3 separate regions of the Mus musculus genome follow, and all the other regions are linked to region 1. Evidence: chromatin contacts called from public Hi-C and promoter capture Hi-C data. All regions are on one chromosome and are shown on one strand. Each heading gives the region's core, a stretch centred on a gene start, on an enhancer-like site or on the middle of the called end of the contact. The rest is flanking DNA. Distances are from core to core; before and after follow the strand shown. Region 1 holds the start of Dcun1d5 (DCN1, defective in cullin neddylation 1, domain containing 5 (S. cerevisiae)). Region 2 holds the start of Cwf19l2 (CWF19-like 2, cell cycle control (S. pombe)). Region 3 holds the start of Alkbh8 (alkB homolog 8, tRNA methyltransferase).

The links. Promoter capture Hi-C pulls out the DNA fragments that hold promoters and counts their contacts. A called contact is a pair of places that touch in the nucleus more often than the background predicts.
Region 2: a Hi-C map of CD4 T cells shows a contact between it and region 1, with 4 times the contacts expected there. The contact joins the promoter of Cwf19l2 here to the promoter of Dcun1d5 in region 1. A contact is called at or near these places in 1 of 39 promoter capture datasets (pre-B cells) and 1 of 484 Hi-C or Micro-C datasets (CD4 T cells).
Region 3: a promoter capture Hi-C map of erythroid cells shows a contact between it and region 1, with 10 times the contacts expected there. The contact joins the promoter of Alkbh8 here to the promoter of Dcun1d5 in region 1. A contact is called at or near these places in 2 of 39 promoter capture datasets (erythroid cells and pre-B cells).

What each region holds. Positions count from the first base shown.
Region 1 is chr9:7,183,056-7,185,870 of GRCm38.p6, forward strand. It overlaps Dcun1d5 (DCN1, defective in cullin neddylation 1, domain containing 5 (S. cerevisiae)), which reads left to right and starts at 1,450. Exons shown (of 8, transcript NM_029775.3): 1 at 1,450-1,827. The coding sequence starts at 1,742.
Region 2 is chr9:3,402,696-3,405,440 of GRCm38.p6, forward strand. Cwf19l2 (CWF19-like 2, cell cycle control (S. pombe)) reads left to right here and starts at 1,390. Exons shown (of 18, transcript NM_027545.2): 1 at 1,390-1,495. The coding sequence starts at 1,403.
Region 3 is chr9:3,333,899-3,336,625 of GRCm38.p6, forward strand. Alkbh8 (alkB homolog 8, tRNA methyltransferase) reads left to right here and starts at 1,333. Exons shown (of 12, transcript NM_026303.1): 1 at 1,333-1,352.

The sequences.
Region 1 (2,815 bases), core at 200-2,699:
ACATTAATTCAGATATAACTATTTTAAAAGTTCTGTTTTCCATTTCTTCATTCTACAATCCTTAAACCTAAGAAATATGCAAATCATCAAACTGTCAAATGAATAGACCTGTTTCAGCCTTGTGTGCTTAATCTGTTTATGTTGTGCCACTCTACTAACAGACGGCTAAAATGCATTTTTAAGATTTTTCTTCATAAAGTTGATGAGTACCTTAGGATCTAAACCAGAATACCCTTTTGTTTTAATACTACTTCCTTTCCTTTCCTTCTTGTGACTTAGTCAAAGAAAATTAGACCACATAACAAAGAACTCAGCACCCTCATAGCTTCTCATTATTTACTATATAGAAAATCAAGAACTATCACGAGCAGCAGAAAAAATTAAATCACATAACTAGGTGCTTTTCTGTACACAGACATAATGTCCCTTCCCAAGTCTCACAACCTGAGTTCCACCTCAAGAGTGACAAGATTGATGGAGAAAATGAACTTTCAAGTTGTCATCCCAGCACTGGCACACAAGTGCCCCCACAATAAATACATATATAAAACAAACAAACAAAAAAAAAACCCTTCATCTTTCAGTTGTCTACTTCCTGTAGGGAGTTCTGTTTTAGAGCTTACATTTTATAATTTTCATGTAAAAACAATGTTTCGTGCATTGTTTATAATAGAGTCGAATGGGTTATAGGTTTGAACATTATGTTCACTGTTAAAAAAACATTAACTATATGCACCAAACATTGAAGTGTCCTCTCTCAGGAAACTTGTGAATTCCAGGGCATATTATGTATCCAGGACTCATTACAACAACCGGTTTTTTTCTTTCTCCTTGACTAGATTAGGGTCCCACGATGCAGTCACAGAACCACAGGGATAGAATTTAAAGAAACAGTCTTCTGTCACAGTTGGGTTACAAACATGGACTTCATTCACTAAGAATCTTCTATGAGATAATTTTACCTAGCAAACCTTTCTTATAAGCAGTATTTCCATTAGAAGTGACGTGATTACTGTTTCTTGAGAGCAGCCCATTAGAACAGTTCCCCAAATCCTCTGTAATAAGTCAGTCCGTTTCCCAGTCTCTTATCCAAGAGGAGAGTTCCTCAGAAGTAAAACATGGAGGCGTTGCCTCAGCACAGGAGGAAGCCATAAACTGACCCTGAGCATGAGGGAGAAAAGGACAAGGAGCGCGAGAAGTTGATCTCAGGCCCACCAAGAACACCCGAAAAAACTGGAGCGGTTGCACGTCAGGAGTGGGCACACTCACGCATGGCTCCTCACCAGATTACTTCGCTCGCCAGCTGTGGAGCGTTTATGATTTCTAGAAAGGACTTCCCGCTGGAAACCCGCCAGAAAATCTCCGGAGATTCAGGCTCCACCTGCAGAGACAAAAAATCCCAAAGTAGAGAGACCGCTCCAGGCCCTGCGAGCTTCCTTTCTACGTCACTTCCGGTCCAGAGCCATCCGCTTCCGGGTCAGGCTAAGCCGCCTGCTCTTCGCTGCTACTGTAGGTGCCGCGCTGTCGGCGTTCGCTGCTCCTGGAAAAGCCCGAGCCGCGACACCGCCGGCCTTAGCGCTGCGCTGCCCGGAACCGCCCCTAAAGAGGAGACCCGGGGCGGGGTCGCGCCTCGGGCCTCCGCTGCGGTCCCCGGCAGGCGGGAGCCGGCGCTGCGGGGCCTGCGGCGGAGCGCGATACCCCTCCCCGGCCGCCCTGTCTACCTTGCCGGGGAAGGCGGAAGATGCCAGTGAAGAAGAAGAGAAAAGCTCCCGGAGTGGCAGCGGCGGTCGCGGAAGACGCGGGCCTCAAAAAGTGTAAAATCCCCAGGTACTGCCTGTCCCCACCCCGCTGGCTCTCTCCTTCCCCCGGGGCCGGACAGGCCGCTAGCCGGGAGGAGAGGGGCGAGCCCTCTCAGGCGAGGCGGTCGGTGAGGCGCCCAGTCTCCGCTCCGCGCGGGACCGAACCGCGTGTTCGCCTGTACGTGCTCTCTGTCGTACTTGGACAAGCTCTGAGATTCGTCCCACTTTGTTGTCTGCGTGCCCAGAGGGTAGGAAACAGACGACCGTACGTATGCATTCTCCATCAAATTTCCCAACCGAGAAGTGAGCGCGGATCTGCCAAGATTCACGGCGTCCTTGTGTCACACTAAATCGAGCAGAATTGGCTTGGTCCCCACATTGTTAAATGTCAGAGTGTGAAAAAAGGAGCAGAGCTTGAAGAGTTTTGACAGCTGCCTTGGGAATGATGGAAAGAAAGCCTTTGCTATAATTGGTCTCCCGAGTTAGCATTTAAAGTGGCCTAACCTGGACGATCCCAGCAGGAGGCCTTTTAAATCGCTGGAGCCTAGGCTTCTGGACGCACCAATGCCTCCACTTCACCTGTACCAGTTCCGTACACTTAATTGGAAAAGGCCCTTGTGGTTTTTGTTTTCTGGCATTAAGACGCTGGTAGCTCTCAACCTCCTTTTAGGCGTTAGCAAGCTATTGTGCTCCATGTTCTCTTAGGGGAAAAGAAAACAAAGCAGAACTGTAAGTTAGAGCCCTTTACTCGCTTTGTGGCATATACTCAATCATCACAGATTCATTCCTCAGAAAGTCATTGCGATTTAGCTTTGAGAAGTGGGCTTCTTCCCATACACTTTGAGTTGTTTTTGTATTAATGGTCGACACTTAAAGTGACAAATACTACCATTACAACAAGACAGCCTGGAACAACAATATCAACTAATCAGTACCCCCAGAACCTATGTCTCTAACTGCATAGGTAGCAGAAGATGGCGTAGTTGGCCATCACTGGAAAGAGAGGCCCTTTGGTC
Region 2 (2,745 bases), core at 140-2,639, 3.8 Mb before region 1:
AACAACAACAACAAAAGAAATTTCAAAGCTCTCCCTACGGAGAAGCAAGGTTTTCGAAAATCATCAGTGCGTTTAGCCTTCAATATTTCATGGCAAGTCTTTTTGAGTGCCTTTGGTAATGCGTGGGCAGGTATATTAGCCCTTCCTATCAACTCTGAATTGGCTGGTTATCCTTGCTTCAGATGCACAAACTGGAGTGCTGCCTCACAAACATAATGAATCAAATAAAGGGGTTGTAACCATTCAAGTTTGTCATCTTAAATTTGCTGAGTTGATATGGGCAAAAGGAGATAGAAATGGCTTATTTCAACTTTCCTGTTTCTATCCTAGTGGGCGAATCAAATGAAGCACAGATGGGGCTAGTCTTTTGATACAGAGACTTAATTATGCAAGATGCAATAAATACAACAGAGGTCACTGTTTTTTCTTTATGAGAGATAACCACACAACCAAGGCATCTTTCTTCTGGGTGATGAGGACTCTTCCTGCACCCAGGCTTGTGCAACACCAAGTCTTGACCTCCAAATAATTAAGAATTATTTATTTATTTATTTATTTATTTATTTAATGAGTGTTATGTCATCATGTAGTTGCAATGCCTGTGGAGGCCAGAAGAGGGAGATCTCCTGGAAATGGAGCTAGAGATGGTTTTGATGATCCCTGTGAGTTCCTGGATGTGGCCTTAGGTCCTTTGCAAGAACAGTTAGCACCTAAATCACTGACCCATCTCTCTACCCCAGTTTTAAATATATTTCAAGACACCCATCAAAGAAAAATACTGAACTTTTTTTTTTAATTACTTATTTTACTTATATGAGTACATTGTCACTGTTTTCAGACACACCAGAAGAGGGCGTTCAATCCCATTACAGAGGGTTGTGAGCCACCACGTGGTTCCTGGGAATTGAACTCAGGACATCTGGAAGAGCAGTCAGTGCTCTTAACCACTGAGTCATCTCTCCAGCCCCTATACTGATTCTTAAGAGCAATTTTTGTTTTTCCCTTTTCCCCCCACGTTCTGACTTTCTGATCAGGTTCCCTTCAGGTTGATGCACAGTCACAGGAAGTCAGGCAAGAAGGGGGAAGTAAGTAACTTCTAGCTTACTGGAGTGTTTTAAGAGTCCTATTGAGAAATGAGTTAATATATCGCAGGGCTCATAATAACGCATGTTTATATTAACTCAGCGCTTAGCGAACCTAGTACATCTGAAAGATCAACTCTCCAGCAGGCTACAAGTTTCCGCTGAACCTTTCACAGGCGAAACATTCGGAACTGCGCCTGCTCTGTTGGCATAGTAACGCCCCTTCCCTACTATTTTGAAATGCAGATTCGGTTTCTAAATTACGACAGTCGTAAACCGAGGTTTCCCGACGGCGTCCTTGCTTTTCGACGGCAACAACTATGGAGGCGTTTAGTGTAAGATTTGAAAGTGCTAGCAGTATCGAAGAGCGAAAAGAACAGACCCGTAATGCCAGGGCCGAGGTGTTACGCCAGGTATCCCGGCTTTGGAGAATTTTCTTTCTTCCTTTTTAAAACTGGGGTTGTACTAAGGGCTTCTGCATGCTAGGTAATCGCTTTCCGAGATTTAGTTCTTGAAATACTTTCGTTTTATAAATCTTACGGTTTCGGAATGTTATTTAAAAGTTGTAGGACTTGAGAATCCTGGGAGATAGTCCACTCACTTCTCTCGTTACTTCGGTATCTCACCTTGTCTGATTTTGGTCTTTTTCCAATGCAGTTGTCTTCTAAACGCTCGGACCGGCTCCATTTGCTATTTCTCTCCGCAAAAAGATTGATTGGTTTCCTTCCAGTTTCCTTAGTTTTTAAGCACTCTTGATATTTCAGCCGCCTGGATTGCTCAGTTTCTGTGTCCAGTGTCACATCCGAGGACTCTTCTTACCAGTTAATTCGAAGCATGAGTCATTGCCCCGGCTTATTGGAAGTAGGACACATTTGAATACGTTGGTGTTTCCTCCACGTTTTCCTTTCAACTCCAGGCTTAGGCCAGCCTTTACTGATTGAAACACTGTTTTAGCATAAGAGACTCAGAATATGTGCTCCCCGACCCCAGGTTTTGGAAACAGAATTCTCATTAACATTGAAATGTATGGAGTTTATAAAAACGGAAGAAGTAAATTATTGAACAGTTATTGACAGTTATTCCTGATTAATTGTGACAGTGAAAAAGATGAATTTGTAGTTGAACAACGGAATGTTCCGTGACTATGTTTTGGGTTTTTTGTTTTATGATAAAAGAATTTTAAATAAGTTTAAATGCATATAGAGAGTAGAAAATAAATAGGAAGAATGAGTAATGCCTTCCTTCAGTCACATTTTAAGGGGATGGGTGGGCAGTTAGTCTTGGTCAGATAAAGCATCATGAATATTGGCTGATTTCAAAATAGATATAATGAATAATCATAATGACTGTCTGTTTGATATTTCAAACAGTTTTTGGAAGAAACTCTTTGTCAGCTGTGAAGAATTTTAGACAAATCTACATACAGTTTGATAAGGACCAAAGTCAGCTTAGGAATTTTGACAGATGGATGAGAAAGCAGAAGAAACTTCTTGCATTGTATTACTATTGTTGACTGCTGACTAGAAATTAGCCATATGGTTCTTTCTTTTTAAGAGGATAACTTTTCTGAGTCAATTGTATTGGCACTGTCTATTTTGAAGGCATGGAAAAAGGTCAGATTTATAACTTTTGGGAAAGTCTAAAGAACTAGCCACAGTGACAA
Region 3 (2,727 bases), core at 83-2,582, 3.8 Mb before region 1:
ACACAGGAAGTAAGAAGGAAGAAAATTCAGTTTAAAAAAGATTTTTTTTAAGGTGGGCATTTTTTAAGGGGTATTCCTTCTGGGACATTGGCTGAGGAGGAAGGTCAACTGGGTACTTTCTCTGCCTCGCAGAGCTAGCAGGCTTTCTTCCCAGCATCTGGTTCCCAAGTCTTCATAGGAAAAATCAAACAACATGACTGCCCCAAGGTATGTTTTGAAGAGGAGGTTTATTGTAGATATGAGGGAGAGAATAGCCAGAAACATCTGGAAGTGTTTATACTGAACATGGCCAACAGACAGAGCTTGGCTTTGGGGGGTTGGGAGGGGGTAAGAGAGAAGAGAGGGATGCAAGTGTACCAAGAAAGAGCCAGGAGTAGAACCAGATAGGAGCCAATAGGCCAAGAGACCCAGTGTCCAAAATAGCTATGTTATATGGAGATCAATAAGTCGGGAAGGGAAGAAGCAGAAAGTTAGTCCCTGAGATGGAAAGGTTTAGGGGAAGGGGAGAGGTGAGCAGTGCTGGGAGGAGCAACAGGTACTGAGTAATGTTGCAGAGAGCTGCAAGTATTTGCATTGATGTTTTAGTAGGCACTTCAGTCAGTGATTTGTCCCTCTTTCTTTGAGGCCTAACAATGTGGAGTTGAGTAAATACTACAAATTAAAAACAATACTGTTACTGTTTTTTTGTCATGAGTCAATCTCATAATAGGGATATAATTATTGTCTTTAATTTTTCTGCCATTTAAACTTTACTTTGAAATATCTTTCCTGAAGTAGATCCAGTTTCTTCTGTTTTAGAGTTTCTACTCTTTCTGGTTTTTTAGATTATATTATAATTTACTCATTGCATTTCCTACCTCCAAACCCTCTCCTATACCCATCGTCCTTGCTCTTTCAAATTCATCACCTCTTTTATTATTAATTGTACATACATACATTAATACAAATTGTACAATGTTTCTTGTATTTAAGTGTTTTCAGGCTGATCATTCATTGTTGGATAAACAATTGGCGTGCTCTTCCCTGGAGAAAAGTATTTCTCTTGCTCTCAGAATTCCTTATTTGCATATTGTTCTTTGTGTAGGGTTTAGACGTTCTCGACTCTTTGCCTGACCACACAAACACAACCGTTTTCATTGTCTTTGTTCAGTTCAGTATAGGCAGTCACACTAGAGAGACTTTATGGGTGTGGCTTCTGATGTTCCCAGGAGACACAATTCACAGTAAACTTCCGTTTCTCCACCTCCATTTTCTCTGCAGTGTTCTAAGCCTGAGGTATAGGAGTTGTGCTGTAGATGTCAGTTGAGACTGAACTCTACAGCTCTGCATTTCGATTGGTGTGGTTTACACAGGTAAGTTCCCTTAAGACTACAGTTATTTGTGAGTATAAGATCAAATGTTTAGCATTTAGTAACGTGATAGTTGTAGGTCCTATTCCAACGATTACTATTCACCCAAATAAAGCAGCCAAATTTTCTGTTTCAAGCAGCAGTTTACAGACATTTGGCGGAGAAAGGGTCAACAAAGAATTTGAGTCCCGAAGGGGGTTGTGGTAGCCCCAGGGACTCATGGGAAATGTAGTACTATTGTCTGCAACATGGCGGCGTCCGGTTGAAAGGGTGTCAGAGCATAGGTGGTCAGGCTGCACCGGGGAAGGCTGGCGATTGACAAAGCAGCTGGGAGGTGAACATTTCTGGTGAGGAGAGAGAAAAGTGTACGCCACCTGATTGGGGCCTGGGGATATGGAGGATCGCAAATCCTGGCTTACTCCTTTCAGCTCCCTGTCTGCTCTGTCCTGACCAGCATGGGCCGACTCAGACCGCGAAGAGTGCAGTTTATGGGTTGGGGAGGTAAGGCCGTTGGGAACCCTGGTAGGATCTAATGTCCTTATGTTTGGCATATGATGGATGCCTAGCGGTGTCTGTATTAGCTGCCATAGGGGTTGAAGACCAACCCTTGCTTTTAGTCGTTTTTCAGCAAGCATCAATTCTGTGAAGCACGGATATGCAAGGCACTCTTGGCCCACATCTGCCTTATATTTTTTTCTTGATCAGTCCTTCTGCTTCTGGGGTCAAGTAGTGTCAGACTGTGGTTTTGATGATTTCGTTTAACGTTTGTCTCTAGCTGTTTAGCAGGTACCCAAGATTGTAGACGAGAGTTTCTGACTCCAACACATGCAGATAATTGGGATACTCACTCGGTGGGTGTTACGGAAATCGCTGAAGATGGCTGCCAAAATTAGAATTACGGAGTTTAATAGCTAAAATGGCAAATTCTGCTTAGGTTTATTTAAATATGTATATTTAATGAGTCGCTACTACATATCACATCCTGTTTAAGTGCTGTGTACTACCCGGTGAATAATACAGACAAAATCACTACTTCATGTACTTAACTTTCTATTCACTTACAGAAGATAACAAACAATGAGTGTAAGAAAAAATAGAGTGTGTAATTCAGAAACGGTAATTTTTTTCTAAGTCTTAATGTTTAACTCTGCTTTCTTTTTAAATAGATAATGTAATTTGGATAGCTTATTAATTCAAAAGACATGTATCACCTGCATGTGTATCTATATACCACCTACATGCCAGAAGAAGGAGTGAGATCTGGAACTGGAGTTGTGAATGGTTTGAATTACTATGTGGGTGCTAGGACTTGAACCCGGGTCCTCTGGAAGAGCAGCTAGTACATATAACCAGAGTCATCTCTCTAGCCACAGCTCTA